Regions from separate parts of the Hordeum vulgare genome. Here region 1 is linked to region 2. The links are chromatin contacts, called in public Hi-C maps. All regions are on one chromosome and are shown on one strand. The core of a region is the stretch at or near the end of the contact, and the rest is flanking DNA. Distances in the headings are between cores, read along the strand shown. Region 1 holds the start of LOC123406209 (eukaryotic translation initiation factor 3 subunit G). Region 2 holds the start of LOC123401564.

Region 1 (3,755 bases), core at 401-2,900, 150 kb after region 2:
TCTTTAACGATAATACAAAGACTTTTGTGTCAGCAAATTTTTTTTTAAATTTTTTTAGGGGTCAACAATTTTTTTAAAAATTAAACAAAAAATTTTGGGAAAATATTAGAGTCAGCCGGCCGATCACGCGTACACTTCCACCGCATGCGCAACCGTCACATACGAGTTTGATCAACAGACGCACAATCAGCCAGATCTCCACGACTAGACATGTGTGCCTCTCTCACTTACAATTTTTCTTAACACTATTTGTGTTCGAGAAGTCCTTCCGCAACAACACCTATGTTGCAAGAAAGTTAAGACATTTTTTTATAATATCATTTGTGTTGCAAAAGTCCTTCCGCATCAACAACCATGTTGACAAAAAGTTGAGATAACAAAATTCTACAACATCATTTGTGTTGCACATGTCCTTCCGCAACGAAACTCATATTTCAAAAGAGTTCAGACAAAAAAACTCCGCAAGAGAACCTCTGTTGCAATATTTCTGCAATAGAAGGTCTATGGCAATGGTGAGGAAGGGGCCGGGCTGTTGGATGGACCCGATTAAGGGTCAGTTCTTTTGCGGCTTCTAGCAGCTTATTGTCAAAATAGGATAGAAGCTCAAAAGAACTCGGTTTGGAGAAGCTAGCTTAGCTTATTTCCATCTCCATCTCCCTCACAATGAAAAAAAGCTGGGGAAGGGTAGCTTCCCGCAGCTTCCCACAGCTTCTCACTTAAAAACGAAAGGCTATAGCTTGTTGCCATTGTTGTTTGCACATTCTACAGGAAAAATGCCACCGCCCAGCCCTATCGTCACACCCCCAATCCCCCCCGAGAAAAATGATTCGTTCGTCCTCTCGCTTGCTCGTCTCGCACAGGAGAGGCCTCCCACCGACAGAGAAACTAGGGTTCCTCCCTAGGCCGGCAGCCGCCGTTGGTCACCATCGATCCCGTCCCTCCCTCCGGCGCCGCCAAGATGGGCAACGGGTTGGCATCACCCGCCGCCGCACCTCCCTCTCGCGCCTCCCTAAGCAACCCTTGTTCTCCATCTGCTTGCAGCATTTTGGATTGCTCCGGTCGACGACCCACTCTAGCAGCCGCAGACATGGATCTCTTCTCTGGCGCCACTGCATCTCTCTCTGGTGCCCTACCCCGCCACGAAAGCAACAACATCCTTCATGCAAGAGCAGCAACTCGTCGGAGCAAAGGCTCCTCTGCCTTTTCTCCCCACAAATTTTTTCTTTCCCTCTTTAGATTAGATGTACTCCGTGATGTGATGCTGTGAGAGTGAATATCGTTTAATCAGACAACATTAGACTTCAAGGGCACTATAGACTTTTCATTGGCTATACCACAGATAAGCTGAATAAAGAAACATTAAAAAGAACTGGCTGACTTATTATTTGGAGCTTATTTTCACTGGTCCTTATTTGGGGCTTATTTTCATAAAAGCTTATTTCCACAACATAGCTCAAAAGAACTGGGCCTAAACGGATGCAGAGGGGGCGGATCTTGTAAAAAGATTTGTCGATCCACGTGTCGTGTTTTTTAGAAGAAAGCAGATTTATTTTTTCGAGCGAACGTGCTACCAGATGGTCCCGATCCAACAAGGCCCACCCGCATCTAAAAAAAAAGGCCCACCTGCACGCGTGTTGGATCTTCAGCCGCGGCCTTCCTCACTTGCTTCCGAAGCCCAACAACCGCATCCTCCGAACAAAATCATCCAGAAACTAATCCGAGCCACACATCCCCATTCCACAACCAAGCTAGAGCGCCCGTCTCCTCCCCCCCCCACGCCGCCGCACCCCCGAACCCTAGCGCCCCAGCGAGCGAGCGAGCGACAGCCATGCCGGCGGACGCCAAGATCCGGTGGGGGGAGCTCGAGGAGGACGACGGGGGCGACCTCGACTTCCTGCTGCCGCCGCGGGTCGTCATCGGGCCCGACGAGAACGGCTTCAAGAAGACGATCGAGTACCGCTTCGACGACGACGGCAACAAGGTCAAGGTCACCACCACCACCCGCGTCCGCAAGCTCGCGCGCGCGCGCCTCTCCAAGGCCGCCGTCGAGCGCCGCTCCTGGGGCAAGTTCGGCGACGCCGCCAGCGGCGACGACGCCTCCGCGCGTCTCACCGTCGTCTCCACCGAGGAGATCCTCCTCGAGCGCCCGCGCGCCCCAGGTCCGTCGCCGATCCGCGTCTCTTTCGAATCAGTTGTTGTGTCGTTAGGCACCCTATTTCTGTGGATTGCTGTTATCCCGTGTAGCATTATAGAGTCAAAACTGGGGATCCACGTGAACTGGTGTTGATCCAGTGAGAAGTCTATATTCGGTCAGGTGGCTGCGTTATGTTTGGGGATTACATGTACATCTAGGAAATGTACACGTGTATTGTATAACATTTCTAATTGGCAGGTTTACTGGAAGGACATTAAGAGGTAGATATTGGGAGGAGAGGAAATAGATCGGTAGCTATGATATAGTAGTATTGAACATCTGTTTCCCAAAGTTTTTTGATAGAAGTGTTTTGAAGGCTTGAAGCAATGCTGGTATTGTTAAGTGGGGGCACAATACTAGTTTTGCAAATCAGCCATAAAGAATCAGAATGCAGGTGATTGAACCCCGGGCCCATGGAATTTGAGGCTGCAGTTCTAATGAACTGCTGATTTTGGAGCGCAAAGAATTATAATTTGAATACATTACTGTCATCAGAGAGCGACTCCATTCTCCTCATTCCAATTTCCTATGATGTGGTGATTATGTTTACCAAAAACCAAAATTAACCTGTGTGTTTTGTTTTAGATTACTGTCTGGATAAGGTCTGGTGGCTGTGCTATATTTAGTGGTTACATGTACATCTAGGAAATACTCCCTCCGTCCCATAATATAAGAGTCTTTTTGACACTACACTAGTGTTAAAAACGCTCTTATATTATGGGACGGAGGGTGTACATGTCTATAGTAACATTTCTAATTGGTAGGTTACTGGAAGGGCAATAAGAGGTAGATATTATAAGGACATTAAATAGATTGGTAGCTGTGATGTAGTAGCGAGCAGTTCTACCCAAGTTTTCCAATTGATGTGTTTTGAAGCAATGCTGGTATTCAAAGAATACAGTTTCCTAAACTGCTACAAAAAATCAGTTATACATTAAGAGAAGCCGCAGCGATAACTGTTTTCTGTTTTGGTTAGGCGGGTGATTGAAGTATGTTGTGTCCAGGCACAAGTAGAATGCCGGATAATGGTATTACCAGTTGCAGTTCTAATGCTTTGCTGGTTTCGGAGTGCACAAGGATTATAATTTGATTACGTTACCGTCATCAGAGAGCAAGCCCTTTCTCCTCAGTCAAATTTCCTGTAGCACAGTTATCAATGTTCAAAAAAGCAAAAAGCGCAAGCGAAGTGGAAGGTCACAGCTTAGAGCAATGGGCGCTTAAGTGCAGCTTAACCGTGGTTCAGCGTTTTTTGATATTGGCTAGAATTTGACAGATTTTGAATAATATACACAGGAAAATAGGAAACATGGCACATGTGTCATGGAATAGCATCTAAAATACAGTTCACACCATATCGAATACACATCACAACTAAAATGCATTTCAGTTCAAATAGTCCTACCCTAATAGAGATCATAGTGCCATAATTTTGCCAGCATACGAAGGAAATAGTTCCCAAGCAGAGCCTAATAATAAGATAAATGGCATATCGCCATTATTGCGCAGGCAGACAAGCAAAAGTAGTTAAAAAACAGTCAAATTCTGTCCTTTTTTAAAAAAA
Region 2 (3,944 bases), core at 574-3,073:
TCGCACTTTATGAGCGGCATCGATGCACCGACGAGCATTTGGGCTAGCACCGAGCCCAGACGACGGTCGTCGTTGTATTTGTCGAACCGCCGAAGGGGTAGATCCCAATGGCTAAAGGCGGAGTCAGTACCTACATGTGGCCTCGGGACATTGCTTGGGCTGTGCGGACCGATGCCCGGCCAATCCATGGCACGCCGCGGCCTCCAGTGGCCTGCCGCGCACAAATTCGGCTACATCCGTTCCAAATCCGGTTGTCGGTTGTGCTAAAGGCGGGGCAGGGGGAGGGGTGGATCGCTCATGGTGTGGAGAAAAGTGGACGAGCAAGCGGTCGTGCTCGGCAGCTACACGACTGTGGTGAAGGCAGACCAGGACGAGAAGGGAGAGGGGCGTGGTGTGCGGCCGGAGCTTGGAAAAGAGAGAATAGAAAAAGGAACGGGTGTGTCACCAACGGGCAAGCCAGAGGCAGACAAGGGGACGCGTCGTGACGGTCCGCACGTGTCCATTTGGTTACAAACACGATTCAAACTTGATTCAGAAATTGATCAAAAACGGATAAAAACAGACATTTGTCGTTTGCTTTCAGACATTGGACCGTGGTTTATGTCTGTTTACCTTCAACGAATGCGATTTGGCTTTCTAAGTTGGAGTTTGCCTGAGCGGTACAGGCTCAAAAAGCACACACGCGGCGTGAACGAGTCAGGCTCACCCAGCCACACACTTGAGTACTCGACCCTCCCCGGGGACCCACCGGTCATAAACTCTTTGTCCGTCCACTGCATTGACTAGCTCAATGGTGCGGACGTGACACGACCAAGCCGATTTGTGCAGGACAAGATTTGCTCCTTTTCGCCAGAAAAAAAAACTACATTTGTGACTTGCTTGCAAATCACGTGACGTTAACTAGTTTTCCATGTATGTGAAGTGAAATATGTGATCTTCAGTCTTGATGCAACATTGCATATAGGATCAGCCTAGGTAGGCAGACAAGGAGTAAAAAATAATAACTGATCCCTATGGATCTTCATCTTCTGGTCAGCCGATTCAGAAATCGTAATACTCCCGGTAAATCACAAGTAAGCAATGATGAAAAGCGGCAGTCAAGAAAGCATACACGCCGGCCGATAACAGATAGAACCGCAAATTGAGCATAAATTAACCCATGAGGATAAACAAGATCTCGGAAACACAAGACAAATTGATACTAGCAAGTGCGAGATCCAGATACTAGGGCAAATTCATCCGGCATTAGCAAGTCGGAAACTGAAAATAGATCATCACATCAACATGCCAAAAAGGCAGCGACCCAATCTTCTTATTATTCTAATCTAACAACTGACACGAGAAAGCTATCGATCGGACGGGAAGACGTACGGCGTGCGGGCAGGGTCGCCTCTCCTTCCCTAGGACTTCTTCTTACTGTCGGAGGCGCCGGTCCCCTTGCCCTTGTTGCCGATGAGGTCAAGGTCCTCGTCGGTGTAGCCGTCGGCGCCCTCCCAGGTGAACTTGCCGCCACGGCCGCCCTTCTTGGCGTCGCCGCTCATCCCGGAGCCCGACTTGCGGTCGCTGCGCCCCTGCGGCAGCTTGTTCTGGTCCCGGCCCTTCTTCCCGCCGTCCATCGCCGGCCCCTTTTTCTTAACCTGCAAGAAGATGGTGGCAACGAGAAAGGGATGGAAAACTGCTGCGCGCCTCTCTGTTTCGCTGGTATGTGTCCGGATGGCGGATGGTTTCGCTTATTTATGGTGAGATCTGTCACGGGGAGGGAGCAAACCGGGGGCCGGGGTGCTGTGTAATGTGTATTGGACAGTGGTGGTGTTCTATCTGCTGCCTGCGAGCCGGGCAGCAAGATCGCACGGAGACTAGGATAAGATCGACTTGAGCCAGCCGGACGATAATGGATGCACTGGTGCGATCACGTGGGATGAGGACACGCACACAGGACGGATCCTAACTGAAAATCTTCGGCTGTACCCATGCCACATGCATGCCCCCCCCCCTCCCCCCTAATCTAAAGAAAAACAACAACATGCATGCCGGGTCACTGTCGCTATTTTTTGTTCAAACAATATACTCCATCCATTTCAAAATATAAGACCTTTTAGATATTTCATTAAAAGGCTACATACGAAGCAAAATGAGTGAATCTATACTTTAGAATATGTTTATGTACACCCGTATGTAGTTTATAGTGCAATCTCTAAAATATCTTATATTTAGGACGGAGGGAGTATATTTTATTAAATTTTAAAAATATTGTACATGTTTAGAAAATTTTAAAATAATATGCCGTCGACTGGATCTAATCTGCTCAACCGAATTCGATAGGACCTTATCGGTCACACGACTGCCGATATGTGGCCGAGTGGCCACGTGGCAGCCGACGACAAGCCCGACCACGTCACTCGGCCTGGGCTGCCTCCAGTCGGCCGCGGGAAAGTAGACTGGGCCAGTCGGCCACGGCTCGGCTGTTAGGAGGCCAACCACAGGCCATGCCGCGTCCCCTTCTTCCTCCTATCTTCCTCCTTTCCCCTTGTTACTTCTCTCTCTACAGAAAAATGCCTCGAATTTTCTACAATATTTGGACCGATTTCTTCCCCGTTTTCAGTCGTAGTTGGATTCTAGAGGGTTAGGGGAGACAAGGAAACCCTCGATCTCATGAGGGGGTAGCTCGTGGTGGTGGTGGTAACCATTTTGGTAGAGGTGGTTGAGGTGGTGGTGTTGTAGGTGGAAGTGGAGGTGGAGGTGATGGTGGTAGAGGTGAAGGTGGAGGTGGTGGTGGTGGTGCAAGCTCTTGCATTCGTCGTTCTTCCCCCCGTCTTTCGTCGTTTTTCACATGCTTCAATGGTAAGATTTAACGTTCGTTCCCGTAGTATTTAGTTGTGCGAATATTTGTAGTTCCTTTGCTAGTATATGTAGATGTCAAACATTTAGTTGCTCCAGTAGCTTAGAGTAATATGTTTAGTTGTATTGATGTTGATTCGATAAATATCTTTAGTTTCTCCCTATGCTCAATATTTGTCCACGTTTCATAAATTATTAGATCTGCGGAGATGTGAGAGGTAATGAAGCTAGGTTTTTACTAGGTCGTGATACTATGAGAACAAATCAGAATGATGCTGATCTGGGTGAATTTCAGTACATTGAGGTGCGAATGACTCACCCTGAAACATGGTCTGTTATTCAGTTGACAAAATGATTGGCCGGATGTTTAGGGTTTAATACTGAAACACACACTGTGGATGTTCATGCATTATGGTCCTGGTCCCGTTCAAATATTTTCTTTTATTTGAAGCAAATAGAGCAGGACTCTTAGTGGGTGTGTTGGTTACAAGCTTGCAAGAACACGGGATGTAATCCTCTCGCCTTAGTGCTCCCCGTCGTGAAGCAGGCTAGTGCCCCTGAAGCCGAGGGTGGTTATGATTATGGCCAGAGCAATGAAGGGATGCATGATTCAATGTCAAATTATCCGTCCCATCCTGGAGATGATGTTTATGAATCAGGGCAGAGCAGTTAGGCGGAAAGAGGAAATGCTGATGATTACGTCAGTGGGGAGGCGGATGCTCACGAGGTGGATGAGCACATGCAAAACTAGATGGAGGATGAAGATAGAGATGGTGATATTGCCGATGATTCGGACGAGTCGGGCGAAGAAGAGAATGCGCAGGAGGTGCCTAATCCTGCATCATGGAATCGGGACTTCTCGGCTGCGATGAACGTGAATGGTGGTCATGATTCTAGTCGGCAATATCACCAGAACAACATTGCGACAAGTGCCATGTATCCAAACAAGCAAGCTCTGAAGGATGCAATCATTGGTTGGGCAATGTCCACACAAAGCATGTTGTCAAAATCTCACTCGCAAGTACAAGGGTCAGATCCTGACGGCCATAGGTCAAGATGGCCAAAATCAAGTCGTTCCACTGGAATTTGCTTTTGTGGAGAGCGAG

What was found. A called contact is a pair of places that touch in the nucleus more often than the background predicts.
Region 1: a Hi-C map of leaf shows a contact between it and region 2, with 2.0 times the contacts expected there. The contact joins the promoter of LOC123406209 here to the promoter of LOC123401564 in region 2. A contact is called at or near these places in 4 of 6 Hi-C or Micro-C datasets (leaf and seedling).

Annotation. Positions count from the first base shown.
Region 1 is chr6H:533,549,981-533,553,735 of MorexV3_pseudomolecules_assembly, forward strand. LOC123406209 (eukaryotic translation initiation factor 3 subunit G) reads left to right here and starts at 1,651. Exons shown (of 2, transcript XM_045099684.1): 1 at 1,651-2,159. The coding sequence starts at 1,829.
Region 2 is chr6H:533,404,267-533,408,210 of MorexV3_pseudomolecules_assembly, forward strand. It overlaps LOC123401564, which reads right to left and starts at 1,824. Exons shown (of 1, transcript XM_045095391.1): 1 at 1,123-1,824. The coding sequence starts at 1,616. The coding sequence ends at 1,401.